Linked DNA regions of Mus musculus: region 1 is linked to region 2. The links are chromatin contacts, called in public Hi-C maps. All regions are on one chromosome and are shown on one strand. The core of a region is the stretch at or near the end of the contact, and the rest is flanking DNA. Distances in the headings are between cores, read along the strand shown. Region 1 overlaps Arhgap22 (Rho GTPase activating protein 22). Region 2 overlaps Wdfy4 (WD repeat and FYVE domain containing 4).

Region 1 (4,136 bases), core at 352-2,851, 160 kb after region 2:
CAGTGAAGGAGCAATTGCTAGGGAACAGAAAGGGTACAGGAGGTGACAACGGTGACCAGACATGGAGCATAGCTCTAAAGCTGCACGTTGAGCTGCAAGTCAAGGCTCATTGCCTGTGTCTGATTTTGGCCTGTAGACATATTTTATTTGGCTCATGAGATGTCTGTTTTGAAACAAAGGATTTCACCTATAGAAAAAAAATACTAGTAACTCAAACACTTTTAGTGGGAGCAGCATTGTTCTGGAGTGTTCCAGAAAGATAGCAGATTGAGACTTTCATCAACTTGGCATCCACCGTTCCTGCTGACTTTAGACAAATGGACATGGGGGCCACCGTGGCAGATGGAGGGGGTTGCTGTCCCAGGCAGATAGTGTCTCCCCCCACCCAGAATTCATGCCTGCTGGCACCTTGGTCTGACCTTATTTGGAAGTAGGGTGCTTACATATACAATTAGCTGAACTGAATTCAAGCTGGACAGACCCTAAATCCAGTGCCTGGAATCCTTGTGGGGAGGCAGGGGACACAGTGACAGAAAACCTTTTGGGAGTGGAGACAGAGACTGCAGCCTACTCCAAAAAATGCTAAGGAAGGAAGGAAGCCACAAGAGGCTGTAGGAGGCAAGGAAGGATGCTTCTCTAGAGACTCAGAGGCCGCAGGTCCTACCGACATCTTGCAGCTCTCTGCTCTTCAGATCTCTCACAGAGTCAGGAGTTTTAAGCCACACAGTGTGTGGGTACACATTATGGCAGCCCTCTGTACCACAGTGGACTTGAGAATGGCCCCTGCCCTCGACACTGCACTTTGCCGCAGACACCAGTTGTCTGACCTTGGAGCCCTCAGCACACGTTCAGGAACTGAAACTAAGAAGACAGAGCCCCTCTTCCTACTGTTCTCCCATAGTGGGATCTCAGTCTTCCCGGGCTCCTCTCTGCCCAGTGCTTCCTGCCATGCTACAACCATCACTCTACCTGCAGCATCACCCGGAGCCTCTGAGACCCGCCCTGAGATCCCAAGGCTTAGGGGAAGGGGTAGAGATGTAGGCATCTAAGAGGCTCATGGGAGGACCTGCTGCTTCTTAGCTGTGTACACCACTCAATGCCCTGAGCCTCCTTGTTAAGAGCTGCGGATGGAACACTGCCTAGCACAAAGCAGGTGCTTGGTGCATGGGAGAGCCTTCCTTAGTCTGCTTTGGAGGTGAAAGGAAAAGTAGGGGCTCAGGACCCCCAAGACCAAGTTCTCAGCACAAAGGAGATGCATGTGCCCCAGAGAGACAGAGAGCAGGGAGTAAGAGACATGGGCAGGAAACAAAGGAAGAGGGAGAAGAGGAAGGGGACAAGGGAGAAGGGAGAAGAGGTATTTTTGTCCCATCGTGGATAGGTACTGGATAGACAGGAGACAGACTTGACACATAGGAAAATGGCAGTTTATAAAGGTAAAAGGGAAACCCTGTGTTAGGATGAGGCATGCTAATTAGTTGAACCAAAGGAGGCTTCTGATTGCTGGACTTCAATACTTTGCTAGCTGGACTTTGGTAGTCAGCCTCAGGAGGAGGAAGTGTCCAAATAAGGGAATAGACCTTGGTAGCTAGCTTTAGGAATGTAATCTAACGGTTTTTAGCAAGGCAGAGGGAATCAGGGAAAAGAGCAAGGCCTGCCAGAAGCATGCTCGCCACGCTTGAGCTGGCTAGAGTCCCTTCCGGAGGTTGCTATAACTTAGTGTTGTACAGTGGGTAACAGTATTTACTTAGCTCTTGGTTCTGGAGTCTGGGAAGACTTTAGTTAGGGTTCTCTGGAGTAAAAGAATTTATAGAATGAATCTCTCTCTCTCTCTCTCTCTCTCTCTCTCTCTCTCTCTGTGTGTGTGTGTGTGTGTGTGTGTGTGTGTGTGTGTGTGTGTGTGTGTGTGTGTGTGACTTATGGGCTGTGGTACAGCTATGGCAACAGTGGCTGTCTGTGAAAGGAAAGTCCAAGAATCCAGTAGTCTCTCAGTTCACCAGACTGGATGTCTCAGTTCATCTTCAGTTTATGCTGGAATTCCAAAGAAGTAGGCTCTGATGCGAGTGAAGGGGTGGACTTGCTAGCAAGGCAAGAGCAAGCAGGCAAAGAATAAAAGCTTCCTTTTCCATGTCCTAACATAGGCTCCTAGCAGAAGGTGTGGTCCAGGTGAGAGGTGTATGTTTTCAGTTCAAAATATCCGGATTAAAGATGCGCCTTCCTATCTCAAAGATCCAGATTAGAAGCGGATCATCCTACTTCAAGTTATGCAAAGTCTCCCACAGGGAGGCCTACCACGTGAGGGTTTTAGTTAATTCCAGATGACGTCAGGTTGATGGCCCAGAACACTAGTTGACATTGACACATGACAGTGCATAACCGCCGTGCTCAGCCTCTGCTGAGGACCTCCCACAGCATCTTACGCAGCAGCCTACGTGGTAAAGGCATCTCGTGGTGAGACAGAGGGACTATGCTGGCTCTAGCCTATGTTGCTCTTCCATTTTATGTTTGTGTACATGTGTGTACTTGTGTGGCACGCATGGGTGGAGGTTGACATTGGATGTCTTCATTATTTGTTCTCTACCTTATTTATTTATTTATTTATTTATTTTTGATTCAGGCTCTTTCACTGTACCTGAAGCTCATAGATTCTGATAGATTTGCTGACCTGCAAGCCCCAAACCTTCTTGCCTCAATCTCCCCTTAGTGCTGGAATTAGAACTGTGCCTAGCTGATATGTGGGTTCTGGGGATCGAACTCAGGTCCTAGCCTTGCACAACAAGTACTTGATTGATTGAGCCTCTTCCTGGCCCTTCTTCCTGTTCTTATGAAGGCACTAATCCCACCCTGAGGTGCCACCCTCACAACCCCATCTAATTCTAATAGTCTCCCAAAGCTCCAGATGCATACAACATTCACATCTGGGGAATACATTTCCAGCAAACGAGCCTCAGACAACACATTCAAATGACAGGACCCCCACGGCCCCTGTGGAGGAAGGATGGAACATGCCAGCATGCTGAAAAATCAGGCCTTTCAATGAAGGCCAACCTGGAGCTTGTGGGGTCAGGGAACACAGACCTTCAGCTAGCCAGCAGACAGGTGGGGTCTTGCTGCTCTAGTCATCTATGAATACTCAGGGCTCCAGCGGGGCCTCTGGTCTGAGAGTTCCCATGTCTGGTGCAGACTGGTTCTCCACAGTGATTGTAGCAGGAAGAATGTGGGACAGGCTAAGAGCAGTCCCCTCGAATGTGTCCAAGAAGCAGCCTTCCGTGAGGGTGTGCACTGCAGGAATGTGGAGGGCAGAGGGTTGCTTTCTTCTCTTAACCCTACAGAAGCTGATCTTTGTCCTGTGAAGGGCCACTTAAGTGGCTCCCTTGGGTATGTAAATGCAAGGCCAGTCAATAGCCAGTGTCCTCGGATTCCTGGATAGAGGGCCTTTTGTGGCCATAGGTGGTGGGTTTGCTTTTTTTTTTTTTTTTTTTTTTTTTTAAGTGGTTTAGCAAAGATTGGGGGATTTCTTTTACAGGCAGAAAAAGGAGTGATCAGTTAGGAGAGCTTGGGGGGGGTAGTCTGGGGACTAATTTACACAAGAGTTTTGTTTCTGGAAGCAAGGAGACACACCAATACAGTATTTTCATGGTATAGATACAGAAATATGAAATAAACATTACCGGTATCCCAAGACCCAGACAGTCACTGTCAAGGGGTCTGACAAAACAGTTCTATGCTTAGGTCCAGTGCCCTCCAACACCCCTACCCCATATCACTTTTATTTAAAGTGCTGGAGAATTGATTTCATGCCTCCCTGCAGATCCCCAGTCTGGAGTCTATAAAGAATGCTTTCTGGGTTTGGTTCGGGAGGGCATGGGATGGCCAGGCTATGGACAGTAAAATCTGATGGTTCAGCAGTTAGGAGCACTGACTGCTCTTCCAGAGGTCCTGAGTTCAATTCCCAGCAACCACAAGGTGGCTTACAACCATCTGTAATGGGATATGATGCCCTCTTCTGGTGTGTCTGAGGACACCTACAATGTACTCATATAAATAAAATAAATAAATAAATCTTTTTTTTTTTAAAGTAAAGCCTGAGCAAACCTACCCAATGCAGATTACCTGGGGGGAGGGGCAGAAGATGGTGT
Region 2 (4,012 bases), core at 863-3,362:
ACCAAGAGGAACAGGGGAAAGAGACTTTGTGCCTTGTTTCTATTTGAAAAATCACAGGAGGTGAGGATCTCAAAGCTCCTCGCAAAGTGTGGGGCACAGTAAAGCAGGTGTATAGGCCATTTGGAATGAGAGGCATGCTGGGTCAGCAGGACTCTGGAACCCCACTCTGAGAGTTCCACAAGGTGGGAGACCACAAGGTCATACTTCAGCAAACCCCACAAGCACCTTCAAAGCCTAGGTCTCTGCAGGCCCCCAGTACCCCTTTGCTTTACTGAGGGATCACAGTCCCCTGGTGGGTTTCATCTCTATACCCAGGGAGGAGTAACTTAAGAATTCCTTGAGTCCATTCCTGGAGTTCACATAAAGTGGTGTCTGTCCCTCTCATCTCTGGGGAAGACTTGGAGACTCTGCCTGTTTTTTGTGAAGCTATAACCCCAGAGCTCTTTTGTCTATCCACCACAATATGAGCCACACGTTCGCACTCTCCGTTACCCTGCAAGGTGGTCAGATTGGCCCAGCCTGGATAGCAATGACCTCAGCCCATTTGCCCACCCCTCTGAAGTCACACCTGACTTCCTCATGATCTTGGCCTGTTTCCGCAGCTGGGCCAGCAGCAGACCTAGTAGTCCCGAGTCCCGGAAGATGTCTGTGAAGAGCCGGTCACTGGCTGTGATCCTGAGGATGCTCCGCAAGGCCACGAGGGTACAGGAGAGCTCCGAGCTCTCCTTGATCAGACGCTGCACCTTAGCCAGGACCTCGTGGGGCACATAGAGCAGCTTGAACACCAGAGTCTCCAACAGCTGGAAAAAGTGCTCCTGCACTGGGGTTGGCTTCAGGGGAATGATCTCTGCAAACTGTGAGATGGGTTGCAGGGTCCACTCCAGCAGGAAGAAATTGCGAGGATTCCAGGCCCACATGGTCTTGATGGCCAAAAGCACTTGAATGCAAAGGACAGAGTCACTGGCTCTGTGGAAAAGATTCTGCAGGACCTGGAAGGCCTGGAGATTCTTAACAGTCACTCCTGGGGAGGAAAAGCAAGAGTTCTGCAAGTTAGCTCCCTGCCGGCCTGTCTAGAAATGCATCCTTGAGCTCTCACAAGGACTCAGCATGTAATGATTCTCTTTTTTAGTTCCTGTAAGTGCACATCTTAGACATCTAGAAATCTTCAGCAACTATGATGGGGGGGTGGGGGGTTGGAAAGGGCTGCATCTGCATTCCAAAGATTGGCAACTGACTAAGCGTTCCAGTCATGACTACTCTGAACCAAAGCGTGCTCGTGAGGGCAGGAGCCACACAGGATTTCCAAGGGGCAGCACGGGGAAAGAAGGAAGCAAGAGTCTCACTAACTGCTCTGTTTGTGGCTACACCTTAAGCATTCCTTGAGGATTTGGGGTCTATTGAGGTAGATAAACATATGTTATCAGAAATAATCCAACCAGTTTCTTCTTGCTAAAATCGAGATAGATGATTGGTCCACCTTATATTTCCACAGAACAAAGCTGGACCAGGAGATTTGGGGTTTATCAACTAGAATCAAGTGATGCTGTAGATGGCTGTTCTAAGTCAGATTTCCATCTAGACAGCGGAAAGGATGCACCTTCATTGCCCACTCCGGCTTTCTCTTCTACCCTTATTGTCTCTCACCCCAGAATACCTGGTTCAAAGCTCCTGCCTGTATGTATTTCTGCCTTGGATTTGCTAAAACTTTGAGGCTCTCTGCTGCCAGCCATCTCTGATCCTCTTTGTCTAGATTCTGCCTAACACTCTTCTCTAGCTGGTGCTTGCAGCGTTACAGCTCCTGCCTCTTCCCACAGCTCCTAACTTCCTACCCTAGCTAGCATCTCGAGATCCACCCAGCTGTCTCAGACCACTGTTTCTTCCCCACTTGGTACTTTGTGCCTTTAAACTCTTCCCTCTCCTTTCAACCTAGACGACTCACACTTAGCCTTTAAAAATTCCCTCAGCAGGATGTCTGTGCAGGGTTTCCTGACAGACCCACTCGAGGCAAGGCATGTGCCAGTCAAGCAGCCTGTGGTTTGATATATGTGTGACAGTCTCTGAGGAAGGATTTTAGAGCTGACACTAGTAGTTCACATTAGCACCCAGTAGGGGGCAGAGCACCTGCTGCTCAGAAAGCATCAGTGTGCCCACTGGTATTCTCAGTTCATGTTCAGCATCCTAGGAAGAAAATCCACTGACTCTGAGCCTAGGTGGCTGAGTCAGGCTCATCTGTTTCTATTACACAAGCAGATGGTACAGGCTAAGTCACCCCTAGACAGGGGTGGAATTCCAGAGGCTGCCTCCCTTACTTGATAAGGGTTTAGCCTCTGTTAAGCAATATTTCCTCCACTTGCCACACAAAATGAGCTTTTTTGTGTGCAAAGCTGAAATTGCACAGGTGGAAAGTAGATTAAGGGAAGATCTAATATCCACGGGTCTAGGTCATGTCTCCAAAGGTCAGAAGCATCAGACCTTGTGACAAATGCAAATGGACTCAGAGACCAGCATAGCCTGGTCAGGACATCATACTGGCTCTCCAGTTACCTGGAGACACAGTGAGGACCCACCAGAAGCCTCCTGATGGAACTTGAAGCCTTCAAGCTGAGGATAAGTGACGCTGTCAAACACCTTCAGCTCTGACCTCCCACAGGTTGTCAGCCACATCACCAGCTCGATGAGCTCCTCCAGATGGGGCTCCACCACACCCTGGGTCAGCCCGTTATACCTGCAGGACAAACAGGGTCAGCTCCTGGATGGAACAGCTATGTGTGTGTACAGTGCTCCTCCCAGAGGCCAGAAGAGGATGCTAGAGCTCCCCAAACTGAAGTTACTGGTGGTTGTAAGCCACCATGTAGGTGTTTGGGACTGAAACTAGTCCTCCACAAAAGCAAAGGCTCTTAACCACTGAGTCATCTCTCTGACCCCCAAAAGTTCCCTCTCATCATGTGTGTACTCTGTAACTTCCATTGCCATTCGTCATCTGTGGCCTCCAAACAGCAACTGGAACTTGGGTGTAGGTTGTTTGATAAAGTGCTTGTCTCGTATTCAGAGGGACCTGGTTTGGATCCCTAATACTGCATAGGACCAGTCGTGGTGACGTTTACCCATAATCTTAGAATTCGAAAGGTGTGTACAGGAGTATCGAGATCATTCTTGATAATATAGAGAGCTTGAGACCATCCTGAGTTATGTGAGTTACATGAGACCTTATCAAAATAAAATATAAAATAAAATAAATGACATTTCTAAACACACACACTGAGAAAGAGAGAGAGATCAGCAAAGAATTCCAGAAATTAAAAAAAAAATCATGCTTTAAACTAATTTGTTATAATATGGCTACATATATAAATATTGAATTTTGCTATTAACTATTGTTATTAGCCTCTTACTGTACCCAATTTACAAGTTCAACATTGACTATCAGTATGTGTGTATCAGATTCTGTAAGATTTGTATTGCAGATGCCCACTGGAGCTCTTCAGAGCAGACCACTCTCTGTCAGTAAGCAGAGACTGCTGCACAGAGGAACCTGTGAAAGACCACAGCTCTGTTTAGAGGAAGGCTGCTTTCCGTGGCTGGACTCCCAAAAGGCACGAATTTAAGGGGCTCACAGAGCAAAGGGCACCCCCAGAATGGAAGATTCGATATTTCCTAGAAGGAAAAAGAAAACTCAGACCGCATGGGGAAGATGTGCATTTCTGTAGTCTTCCTCACACCTAGCCTGTGGTGGACATGTGCATTTCTGTCATCTTTCTCATGCCTCGCCTATGGCTGATACCTCCAGAGTTTATCTGATACTTTGCTCTGCTTACAGGGCAGAGGGGCCCCGGAGTCTCTGTCCAGATCTTGCCTTCTCAGATCAGGAGTGAATGAAGCATGGCTCCTGGGAAGGCAGACAAGAAGGGATTGAGCCGAGCAGCCGCTTCCTCACACTGGTTTCCCCTTCTGTCTTCTATAAGAAACCTAATGCCCATCCATCGACCAGAAGAAACTTGTAGAAAATGCTACC

What was found. Hi-C and Micro-C count contacts between places; a contact is called where the count stands out from the background.
Region 1: a Hi-C map of bone marrow-derived macrophages shows a contact between it and region 2, with 38 read pairs. The contact joins two enhancer-like sites. A contact is called at or near these places in 1 of 15 datasets of contacts at CTCF or cohesin (large pre-B cells), 22 of 484 Hi-C or Micro-C datasets (B cells, the CH12 cell line, ECoMG-derived neutrophils and 12 more), 3 of 115 datasets of contacts at active chromatin or transcription factors (bone marrow-derived dendritic cells, bone marrow-derived macrophages and microglia) and 2 of 9 other capture datasets (liver and pancreatic islet).

What each region holds. Positions count from the first base shown.
Region 1 is chr14:33,309,285-33,313,420 of GRCm38.p6, forward strand. The region is part of intron 4 of Arhgap22 (Rho GTPase activating protein 22); the gene reads left to right. Among named protein-coding and RNA genes, the nearest start is that of Gm41130, 79 kb to the left of the region's middle. Within about 2 kb of position 1,602, at least 24 of the 459 cell types and tissues checked have an H3K27ac peak or open chromatin away from gene starts, as enhancers often do. A contact at or near this core is called in bone marrow-derived macrophages, where this site is marked.
Region 2 is chr14:33,144,374-33,148,385 of GRCm38.p6, forward strand. Wdfy4 (WD repeat and FYVE domain containing 4) reads right to left here. Exons shown (of 59, transcript NM_001146022.2): 8 at 2,568-2,725; 9 at 569-1,021. Among named protein-coding and RNA genes, the nearest start is that of Wdfy4, 39 kb to the right of the region's middle. Within about 2 kb of position 2,113, at least 2 of the 459 cell types and tissues checked have an H3K27ac peak or open chromatin away from gene starts, as enhancers often do. A contact at or near this core is called in bone marrow-derived macrophages, where this site is marked.